Linked DNA regions of Zea mays: all the other regions are linked to region 2. The links are chromatin contacts, called in public Hi-C maps. All regions are on one chromosome and are shown on one strand. The core of a region is the stretch at or near the end of the contact, and the rest is flanking DNA. Distances in the headings are between cores, read along the strand shown. Region 1 holds the start of LOC103636131 (zinc finger CCCH domain-containing protein 13). Region 2 holds the start of LOC100281709 (CTP synthase). Region 3 overlaps LOC103637390.

Region 1 (3,685 bases), core at 197-2,696, 140 kb before region 2:
AAAAAAGGTATATATTGGTCACTTTGCCGAGTGTAACACTCGACAAAGAGGCGCTTTGCCGAGTGTCAGGGTCAAAACACTCGGCAAAGAGCAAAAACCTGGGCACCGGTTTAGTGACTTTGCCGAGTGTTATGTCTCTGGCACTCAGCAAAGAGGCCGGCTTTGCCGAGTGCCGCACAGAGCACTCGGCAAATAGCCTGACATGGGGACCCTCCCTGGCGGGCTCTTTGCCGAGTGTCCTAGAGGGCACTCGGCAAAGATATATTCTTTGTCGAGTGCTTCTGGAAAGACACTCGGCAAAGACACCGTCTCCGTCACCCGTCACCGTAACGGCCGCTTTTCTTTGCCGAGTGCCCGAGAAAAAGTACTCGACAAAAAAGACTTTGCCGATGCACTGTTTGCCGAGCCTTCTTTGCCGAGTGTCACACTCGGCAAAGACGTTGCCGAGTGTTTTTAAGGCTTTGCCGAGTGCTTCGGGCACTCGGCAAAGCGCCCGTTTCCGGTAGTGACTCACCCTTGCTTATTTGTTGTTTTTCAGAGAAAGAAATCGCTGATCGGGTAAGAGTTACGCCTGTTCCAACCTTGCCCGTGGCTGTTAGACCGCTAATTTGCTTCACTGCGTATATCGGGCTGCTTCAGCCCCACTCTGATGATATGTCCCGAGTTGTGGACCAACTCTTAAAGTTGATCGCCACCTTTATAGGTCTGTCTCGTTTAAGCAGATCTGGAATCATCTGATGTATAAATGTGTTTACTAACCTCATAGAACTAGTAATTATATCATATTTGAGTCCCAGAGGATTAGGGCGCTTCAAACCTCTTGAACGAAAGAACCAAACGAGATGAGAATTTGTAAAACATATGCCGAGGTCCAAAAAAGATCGCAGATTGGGACATGACTCAAAGTGTATGTAATAGGATCATTTAGGGCCCATTTAGATTCACCTGACTAAATACCTGTCCCATCACATCAGATATTTAATACTAGTTAGAAATATTAAATATAATCTAATTATTATAAAACTAATTACACAGATAATAACTAAACATTAAGACAAATTTGCACGATTCGCTAATGTAATGCTACATTAAATATTTTTTAATTATAAATTAATTAGACTTAATAAATTCTGTAATGCTATATTAAATATTTTTTAATTATAAATTAATTAGACTTAATAAATTCGACTCGTCGTTTGTGTTATTCATCTGCGTAACTATTTTTATAATTATACCGTATTTAATATTCATAATTTATATTCAAACATCGACTAATCATTAGTAAATGAAACAAACATTCCATTAGTCTATTCTCATCCTGCGTTACATATTTGATTTTGACACTTGAATTTGGAGGAGGTGAACTCCCTTCCAAAATTGGAACCTGCTCAACGCAGCCCGAAAGACACCCGCGTCGGCGCGCCTCGACTCCTTTCTCTCGTGCCCAATCCGGCCGCGCGCCCCTTCGGCCGCGCCGCACCGCACCGCAGCGAAGCAAACCACCACCAGGCCGGGACCAAATCCCAACTAAACCCGTCCCGGCAACCCTCCAAATCCAAAGCCGGAAAATCAACCAACAATTTTCCTTCCCCATTTTCTCCACCCACGAACTCGTCGTCTCTCATCCCCGGCCGCCACCGCCTCCCCTCCGTTCTCGCACCCCACCAAAACCCTAGCCGCCGTACCCCAGCGCGCTCGCGGTCCCCTCTCCCCGCCGCCACGTCTGTCTAGATCCGCGCGCGCCCTAGGGCTTCAAGGGCCCCGCGTCGCCAGCTTCCGCATCTGGGCTGGTAGTTTTTCAGTTAGGGTTGGCCCGCCATGCCTCGGAGCTCGCGTCACAGGTCGCACCGGTCCCACAGGCGAGGAGGGTCCGCTGACCGGTCGGAGTCAGATGGCGAGGAGTCGGCTCCGGTCGCCGGCGCGCGCGAGGAGGCCGCGGCGGCTAGGGTTTCCAGAGATCCCGAGCCTGAGAGGCGCCGCTCGTCCTCGGGACAGGAGGCCGTGAGATCAGGGAACGGGTACGCTGAGCACGGGAAGAAGAGGAAGGAGAGGGTTGAGGAGGCCGTGGTTGATGTGGTCAGCGACCGGTGGAACAGTGGCGTCTGTGACGATCACCTGGTCGACAAGAGGTCCAAGAGCGAGACCTTTGGGCATGCTGAAGTGGAGAAGCTGGCCGACAGGTCCAGGGGATCAGGGGATGAGTCCAAGAGGTCAAGCAGACGAGCAGTGGCTGTGGATGACAGGGCTGAGGAGGTTCTGTCTAAGAGTGACTCTGGGAAACGGAGGTCAGAGAAACAGAAGGATGTGGGGAGGAAGGAGAGTACCGGGCATTATAAGGATAACAGAGATAGGGAGAACGAAAGGGAAAGGGGGGAAGAATGGGAGCGGCAGAAGGAGCGAGATAGGGGAAGGAGTAGGGATAGAGAGCGTGAGAAGGAAAGAGCACGAGAGAAGGAGAGGGAGAGAGAACGGGAGCGTGAGAAAGATAGGGACCGAGAGCGGGACAGGGAGCATGAGAGGGAGCGTGATAGGCAGAAGGAGCGGGAGTGGGACAAGAAAGATCATGATTCCAAGCACGAGAGGTATGAGGATGGCGGGAGCAGGAAGAGTGGCTTGAAGATGAGTAGGACGGAACAGGAGGCCTACTCATATAGGAGAGATACAGATGTCAATGGTGAGTAGCCCATTTTCTACATGTTCTCAACAATACCAATAGCATTCCTGCTCTATGTACGATTATACGTCATGTTCCTACTGCAATGTGTTACAGTTTTCTTATCCTGATTTCATTTAGAGTTTTGCATGATGCTATCATTATTTTAAATAGTTCTAGCATATATTAATAAATGTGCTGGAAATGGTTGTAACCTGTGGAGTTCATAGTTTTCCTACTTTTGCGTTGTTTTCTATCACACTGAACGATTTAATATCCATGTTTCCCTTTGCTACATTAAACTCTGTTATGCTTATTATATATAGCTTACAGCATGGTATCTTGTTGCAAATTTATATGAAAATTGAAACCATATTTCTTGTTCTGATCTATTGCCTTGATAGTCCTGGCCTCCTGGGCCTATCTCAGTGAAGCAGATGGATAGTATACTTGAAAGAGCTATTTTGCTCTATGCCGAACTGTTTTTACCTATGTACTTGTTTTACCTGAACACTACTTATTTGAGTTTTATTATATGTTTTTGGGTTGTTTTCTTTTCTTTTCTTTTCTTTTGCTGATATTGCCTTCTAAACTACTACTTTTTGAGGCAGAAATTTCAGCGAAAGAGAAGTACAATAATCCTGATATGCAAGCTGAAAAACACAGCCGAAGAAAAGATGATTCTGAAGATACAGATAAGTGGTCCACTGACAATAGAGACAGTGATGACAGAAAGACCCTGTCCAGATATGAACATGGTAAATCTAGGAGCTCTAAGGAACAAAGGTTTGATGACGACAAGTATAAGGAAAAGTACAAGGATGATTACGTAAGGGATAAGAGGCAACATGACGACAAGTTTTCTAATGAGCGAGTGGCCCGTAGTCATGAAAGTGATAGAGCTGAATATAAGAGTGCTAAAGATGGACGCAGAAGCTCAGAGAGCCATTACAGAAAGGATGCAGTTCAAGATGTTGATCATTATGAGGATTACAACAATAGGTACAAGGAAAGTAGAGGGAAAAAACGACC
Region 2 (3,997 bases), core at 1,264-3,763:
GCACAGTATTTTTTTTCCGTCCTGCTGACTTGCAATAGCAACATAACGGATAGCTCCAATGGAGTGTTTGTTTCAACTGTAGTTTCAGACCTAGTTACCTAGTTTACTTTTGTATGCCATAGATAATATAGGTGGTCAAATAGAAGAAAGATTATTTATGCACCAATTGTCAGAAACAGCCAACGGTGGCAGGCTGAATCTTTTCCATCTGCTTCCGACAACGGTGGCAGGCTAGAGGCCCGGATAATTCTGCACATGCATAATGGTACTGCAGACTGCAGTGGATCTTACGATGAAACGTAAAGTGACCCAATAAAGATTTGTGGGTTCCATGTGCATGCAGTCAATCAAACGCTCAATGACTTACACTTGCAGATAGCCAATGAATGCCGCAGGTTTGTTAATTCAAAGTAAAAAAAAAGAGAGGGAAAAACAACTTTCTCCCTAGGGAAGTATAAAATCAAACTTTTGACTTGATAGCGCCATTCTGCACATCAGTCTCTAATTGCACCTGCATTAGGGCTCATCTGTCCATTTACCTGATAGATCTTTCCTGTGGTTATATTATTGTCACGGGTCAATTTGATATCCAGAAAACGCTCATAATTTCCAAGGTCCAAATCCACCTTCAAGAAAAATAAAAAGGGAAGGACCCATTAGCCGGAAAGATATATCCACACAGTACCCATTATAGGAGAGCTACTGAAGTCGATCTCAGTGGATAGGTCATCGATGATGCTACCAACAAGTGTTTTTTTTTCCTGTTGAAGAGAGGCAGACAGAAGGATATGCAGGACCAGCGTGTAGCTATCTAGTTACCTCTCCACCATCGTCCAAAACAAACACCTCTCCATGCTCGAATGGAGACATGGTTCCAGCATCAGTGTTGAGGTATGGATCTACAGAGGGGAGTCACAAATGAACAGCCATAAGAAAACTACAGACAGCAGGTGACCATAACTAACAAAACTAAGACCCTGTTTGGAAGCATCCTAGTTTTGAAGAAACCAGTTTTTATCTTTTAGATAGGAGAGGACAGCTTTTTGGTTTTTAAGAAAGTGAGAATCTAATTTCTATAAACTGAGTCATAAACTGGTAAGTTTGGAACCACCTCAATTTCTATAAACCAGCTTCTTAAAAACTGTGTGCTTCCAAACAGTGCCTAAATTGTTTCTTAAACCCTTCACCAACTTTCAGTACAGACAGAACCCTTACAACTAAGTTCTTGAACCAACTAGGACCGAGCAAAAAAAAACTCCCAACCACTTTGGAAATCCGTACTTGCACACTCATCAAATGGAGCAAAATGGGTACTATTCCTTCAGGAAACGTACGTCAAAAGAGATTTAATGGTTGGGGTGACAAAATTGACCTAAACCACTGGGGATTCCGTCTCTTTGAAGGAACTAGGATCGTGACACCTAGTTGAGACTCCGAATGTTGTTAAACACTTGATTTGCCAAAAGAACAGACAAAAGCATCCAACAGAACAAACTCTTAACCACCGAAAACATGGTGTCACGGCTCACTGTTTTTTTTTCTTTTTTGACGTAAAATTGGATCTCACTGCACGCTAAAGCTCATATATGTACAGGAGTAACAAGGCCAAGGCTACAGGGCTAAAACAACAGCAATGAGCAAAAGTTTCCTGCACTCTCAAAACAGGAAGAGCAAAAGCTTCGAACAGACTTGACAGTAGGAATCTGAATCTCTCATTTGACAGTATATTTGGTTCAAGGAATTTCATTTCAAGGCCGTTTTGAGTGAGGAATAATATCAGCCATTGCAGCAGGGAAAACGTTCGTTTGGCAGTTGGACCAAAGAGCGCATTTTATCTCGGGCCGGCCACGAACAAGCAACCAAGCGCATTCAGACGAGGGGTTGCCACGCGGCCATCGCACACCCCGCCCAGACAGCTCCGCGGCATCCCGAAAATGCTGCTTCCTTTGCCCCCCAACAGCGCTTGTTGCACAGCCGAAACGACAAGAAAAAAAGGGAAGCGTTCGGGCCTGGGCTCTGGGCTCAGACCGAGGCTAACCCAGCCAGCAAACGGCGCAACACAACGAGATCACTCGGACCCGGTTTAAAATCCCAGCCTTTCCATCGAAAAATCCGCCCTTTTTTTCCGGATTCTACGCCGGAGGCATTTTTTCCTTTTCGCGCGGAAACGCCAAAGCCGCCCGCTCAAAAGGAAAAGAAATCGTCAGGAAGGAAGGAAGCGAGCGGCGGGGAGGAAGGAATGGCTACCGATCTTGATGGTGGTGACGCGGAGGCCGCAGGCCTTGAGCACGACGCCGATGCTGCTGGCCGTCACGCCCTTGCCGAGGCCGCTCACCACCCCTCCGGTCACCAGCACGTACTTCATGGCCGCTCCCCTTTTGCCGACGGTCCTGGGCTCTGCTCCTGTGCTGTGCAGGACAGGTAGGAGCAACCGAGCAAGACTGCTGCACTACTCACTAGGCTAGTGTGGTGCCAGGGGGGGGGCAAGAGTGGAGCGGAGGCAGGTTCAGGCGCTCTGGGCAAGTTTTTAGGCTGGAATGAGCGGGGGAGACGAGGGGGTTAAATAGAACCTCAGTTGTCTTCAAGGTGCTGGTTGTTGGGATTAAAATCTACATATGCCAGGAGGACTCTCCTAATTTTTTTTTCTTGGAGAATATGTTTCGTCTATTTTATTACCGGAAGCATATCACGCGCGCTGCAGCATGGATCATGAGTAAATTCTAGTGACATGGATTGTACACGTGTATAAATATAAATAAATGCATGTGCTAGTGGATGACGTAGATAGATATGTGTTATAATTGTATACGCAAGTGTTCCGCTGATATGAATGTCCTATCTATCAATATAAATCCAAGGTTTAGAATTATAAGATATAAAGAATATAGATCATATAGATATAAATCATATTCATATAGATGTTGTAATATAAAGACTTTTAGGTCTAATGAACTCTAATGCCCATGGGAGATACTAGTGTCATTGAGACATTAATCCTACATTGCTAACCGAAAGAAAGGATAATCAATCTAAATAATATTTTCAGTGGTATATTGAGATTGAAAATAAAGAAGGTGGAGCCACATGCCACGCGTCGGTCACGCGAGGCGTGTCGTGCCGATCTGATATAATATGATATGTGATGTATATATGATCAACGATGTAAAGTCTATGCCATTGTTAATTACTAGTAACTATTAATTTCATTCGGCACTAGGATAATAATATAATTTATTTGTAGATTAATTCGTCTGTTTGAGTTGACTATTAGTCTCGTCCATCTATAAAAGACTCTATCCTCCCTCCTTGAGAGATATGTGTAAAAATATTAATGCACATGTTAGTGGGTGACCTAGATTAAATAGATATATGCTATAATTGTATATGCCAGTGTTCCGATGATGTGAAATTGTGAATGACTTATATGGAACATGGATTCTGGCAACGCCACGGAGTTGGCTCCTCGTATCGATCCAAATGAATTAGTCTTTCTACAGAGGTCAATCTTTGCCTATTAATAAAGAGAATAACAAGTTCAAAATTTTGTCTTGGTAGGACATGGATTTCTATTACTATGAAATTTATAAATTAGTTAACCATTAGCCTTTTTCTTGTATTTGTTTCTAAGAGACGGAATTTTTCCATTTCATGTTTCAAGGTCTCAAAAAGGCCATGTTTTGAGGTCTCAAAAAGGGCGTGGAAACAGATAGAAACTCTTGAATAGAAATTGAAAAGTAATGTAGCCCCAGTTCCTTCGAAAATGGTAAGATCTTTGGCGCAAAAAGAAGGGGTGATCCATCTTCCATGGTGCCGTTTTCCAATTATGAAGCGTGGCTAAGCGATCCTACTCACATTGGACCCAGTGCTCAGGTAGTTTGGCCAATAGTGAAAGGGAAATGTGCCCTTAGGCCATTTCTAGTATATTTTGGTGATTAAGTGCCCAACACATATCGAGTGAGTAATTATGTGCCAAATGAAGAATGAAGTGCAAATCAAC
Region 3 (3,692 bases), core at 1,011-3,510, 150 kb after region 2:
GACAGAAGAGTTTTTGCTGATGAAGACAATGGACAGAAAGTTAAGGGTTTATAGTTCACTGGTCAAACAAAGATGTACTCAGAAGTGAAAGAAAGAAACTCAACCTAGCAACACCTATGTCAGTATCACTCTGCTAATGCTCGATGCAACTACAGCATGATATGAAAGCACAGCTAGTTTCCAATGACACCAGCATGATGAGACAAGGAAAGTGTAAAGATAACAATAAAATTCAATATACAGAATTGTCAGTGTGTTGACACATTGTCCACAAACAGGAACTTTTATGCAATTGAGCAAGCATAAAAAAGTTCAGCCAATGGTTTAAATTAGTCAGACATCATATAGCTCGTCGATGTTAATACTTAATAAGCACGTTAATTAGAAGAAAACATATTACTATGAAATGCAATTTTTAACTTCTTTAGGGCTTGTTTGGTTAGAAGGGGATTGAAGGGAATTGGAGGGGATTGAGGGGGAAATGAACTAATTTCCCCCTCAATCCCCTCCAATCCCCTTCTAACCAAACAAGCCCTTAATCTGAAAAATTCCCATCACAAACTATTACTGCAGCATATTTCGGACACAATATTAGGGTATCTACAAAAGATAAGTTCAGATCTCCGTCAAACTATGAACAAAGAATTGGAATTGAAGACTGATTAGTGCTACAAAAAAAACAAAAAGGGGAGACGAAGACGAGCGATAATTACTGACCGGTTCACTACGACCATCAATCGATCTCTGCAGAACATGTGCTGTTCCATCATCTAATAAGATACGCACTTGCACTGTGGCGGCAGAAGCAGCACTAGCTGCAGCAGCTGCTGCTTGAGCTGCAGCTGCTGCTGCTTCTTTTGCCTTTTTAGAAGAACCACCTTTCACAACAAGTGGCATTCTTGGGGCCAATGCACTCTCTACTAAAGCATATCTGTCTCGACAGGTGTCCCAGGCAAAAAGCTTCCCTGTGCCTGAATCAACAACTGACCAATCACTTGCTTTGCACACAGCAAAAGAGGGAATATCTGGCCATACAATTGCAACATACCTGAAATGAAAGTATAACACTAATAATTAGAAAATTATTTTTTTAAAATCTGTAGCTAAAATGTCTACAGGTATGTAAGCAATAGGATATTGAAAAACTGAACCAGCCAACAAACCAGACTAATAGGTTTTGTGACTACGTATTCACAGGTTTTTCAAGATATGATCAGCAGACTATAACAAGTAGTAAACAAAAAAAGTATCCAACTAAACCAGGGACCTCATGTGTGTTCTAGGGTAACCATTTTCTTTTCAGAAAACAGGCTCGAGATCAATTTAGGAAACAAGAACTCAGAAATTTTCCAACAGCACTACAGTAAATGCAAAGAAGATTAAAGTATTAACTATTAAGCATAACCAGCACTGACTAGGAAGGTGTCTGTCATCAGTATGACACCAAGGTGTAAGCATACCAGAGAAATTTGTAGAGTTATAGAGAGAAGGATGTAGACTGGAGGCTCAGAGTGCTGACATGGCTAGAAGCACACAAAAAATATAGAGGTTCGGACCACGCAAGCCTAATACCCTACGTTCTCTCTGTGGTGGATGAATTGATAAAAGCGGAGGCAAATATTACATGATCATACATTGTCTAAGCTAGATGACTAACTACCCCCCCCCCCCCCACACACACACACACACCACCACCACCACCACCTTGGTTCTGGTGAAAGTTGTAGTCTAAAGTGCCAAAAATCTAAAAAAAGTCTGGAGTAACAGCCAGATCCCAGTCCAACCTTTTTTCCTCCGAGTCCGACCTAGAAGAAGGGCATGACCACTAGATACTGTGATTGATCCTAGATCTCTGGACCTCAGGTCTCTCGACTTGTGTCCTTATTGGACCTTCTAAACCCCTTTATATATTGCTCAACTCCTCTCTTATATAGCACATGAGAGGACAGTTCTACATCTCTATGTTAATGGTGAGCCCTGCCCAGCAGAGGTCCAACTATTCCTAACTTGTCGTAGTTGCAGAGCCATATGTGGAGCACGTCTTGGTCGTGTCAAAGTCAAAGTATCAAGCATGTCATATGCTGTAGACTGTAGTGGTCAGTGGTCACACCATTGAATATAGCGTAGTTGGTAGACAGTGTAGCAGCTTATACTTTATAATACATTTGGGTATGTCTGCAATCGCAGGTGTGGCTACCATGGCCATGGTTTAAAGGCGGTAAGGCGGAACTAGGCGCTCAGCCACCGCCTGGCGATCGCCTAGGCAATGCCATAGAAGCCAACCAATATATACTGCAGCTATGAACTGCATAATAAGGAAGTAAAATCAGCAGGTCATAGAATATAAATCATCACAATAGTAGATCTGAAATAGCCACAAAGTAGTCTCTAATGGCATAATAGCAAGTTTTGAACACTCTCATCTCACAAACAAGTCACAAAATATAAAATAGCACAATAGCAAATCTGAAATAGTGTCTAGGGGTGGAGTGATAAGAAGGTTGGTCATCTGTCCTCTCATCTTGCCTTAGCTAGGGAGGTCCTTAACCAAATAGAAATTGCTCAAGACATGAGGGTCATGACGCCTCTTGAGGAGTGGCTTAAATGTGTGCTGGCCTATTATCAAGGGTGAGGTAATGGCAGCTGTTTTAGCTGTTTGGAGCAGGAAATTTGACAGCTTTGGTTGTCTAAACACAGCCTATGTAACCCTTATCCCTAAAAAGGAAGGTGCGGAGGAGGTTAAGGACTTTCGTCCTATCAGTTTAGTTCATAGCTTTGCCAAGTTGATCACCAAGGTGCTAGGCTGCTAGCCAATAGGCTGACTGGTAAATTACAGACTATTGTTTCTCCAAAGCAAAGTGCTTTCAACCAAGGTCGGTGTATTCAGGATGATTTCATGCTTGTTCAGCAAACAGCCCGGTTGCTTCATCAACAAAAAAGACCAAGAATGCTTCTTAAGTTAGATATCACAAAGGCCCTTGATTCAGTTTCTTGGCCTTGTTGGAAGTGCTGCAAGTATTAGACTTTGAGCAAATTTGGCGTGATATTATTAGTGGTATGTTGGGTTCTTCCACTAAGGTCCTCTTGAATGGAGTTCCAGAAAAGATCATCCTTCATAAAATGGGGTTAAGACAAGGGGATCCATTGTCTCCAATGCTCTTTATCTTGGTCATGGATGTGCTCGGTGGCATGATTTCCAAAGCTGAAGAGGGGGTGTTGCAGCCCTTATCTACGAGAGTGCTGCAGTACAGAATCTTCCTTTATGCGGATGATGTTGTGCTCTTCCTCTATCCTAGATTCCTAGGGAAAGTGACATCCAGGTGGTTCTTGGCATCCTGCATCTTTTTGGGGAGGCCTTAGGCTCGAAAAATAATGTGCACAAAAGCAGTGTCTATTCGATTTGCTGTGGTGAGCAAGAAATAGAAGTCCTTCAAGAACAGCTTCCATGTGATCTGTCTACCTTCACCTGTAAGTATCTGGGGTTGCCATTATCGTTGAAGAAGCTCACCAGAAACCTAGTGAGCCAAGGCGCACGCCATAAGCCCCTGAAGCAAGGCGGCACCTAAGCGCAGACAATTTTGGCGCCTGGACGCCTAGGTGTTGCCTAGGCGATGCCTTTAAAACAATCACCATGGTAGTTGCACATGCATGTCCTGCATAGTGGCGGCCTGTTTGGTTCAGCTTTTTTCTAA

Evidence for each region. Hi-C and Micro-C count contacts between places; a contact is called where the count stands out from the background.
Region 1: a contact with region 2 is called in a Hi-C map of leaf, with 5 times the contacts expected there. The contact joins the promoter of LOC103636131 here to the promoter of LOC100281709 in region 2. A contact is called at or near these places in 2 of 25 Hi-C or Micro-C datasets (leaf and leaf mesophyll).
Region 3: a Hi-C map of endosperm shows a contact between it and region 2, with 1.8 times the contacts expected there. The contact joins the enhancer-like site here to the promoter of LOC100281709 in region 2. A contact is called at or near these places in 7 of 25 Hi-C or Micro-C datasets (bundle sheath, ear, endosperm and 3 more).

Annotation. Positions count from the first base shown.
Region 1 is chr8:151,607,362-151,611,046 of Zm-B73-REFERENCE-NAM-5.0, reverse strand. It overlaps LOC103636131 (zinc finger CCCH domain-containing protein 13), which reads left to right and starts at 1,446. Exons shown (of 5, transcript XM_008658490.3): 1 at 1,446-2,674; 2 at 3,265-3,685. The coding sequence starts at 1,819.
Region 2 is chr8:151,468,316-151,472,312 of Zm-B73-REFERENCE-NAM-5.0, reverse strand. LOC100281709 (CTP synthase) reads right to left here and starts at 2,513. Exons shown (of 21, transcript NM_001154629.2): 1 at 2,248-2,513; 2 at 820-899; 3 at 540-626. The coding sequence starts at 2,365.
Region 3 is chr8:151,322,644-151,326,335 of Zm-B73-REFERENCE-NAM-5.0, reverse strand. LOC103637390 reads right to left here. Exons shown (of 21, transcript XM_020542492.2): 12 at 718-1,048. Among protein-coding and RNA genes, the nearest start is that of LOC103637390, 14 kb to the right of the region's middle. Within about 2 kb of position 2,260, at least 2 of the 20 cell types and tissues checked have an H3K27ac peak or open chromatin away from gene starts, as enhancers often do. A contact at or near this core is called in endosperm, where this site is marked.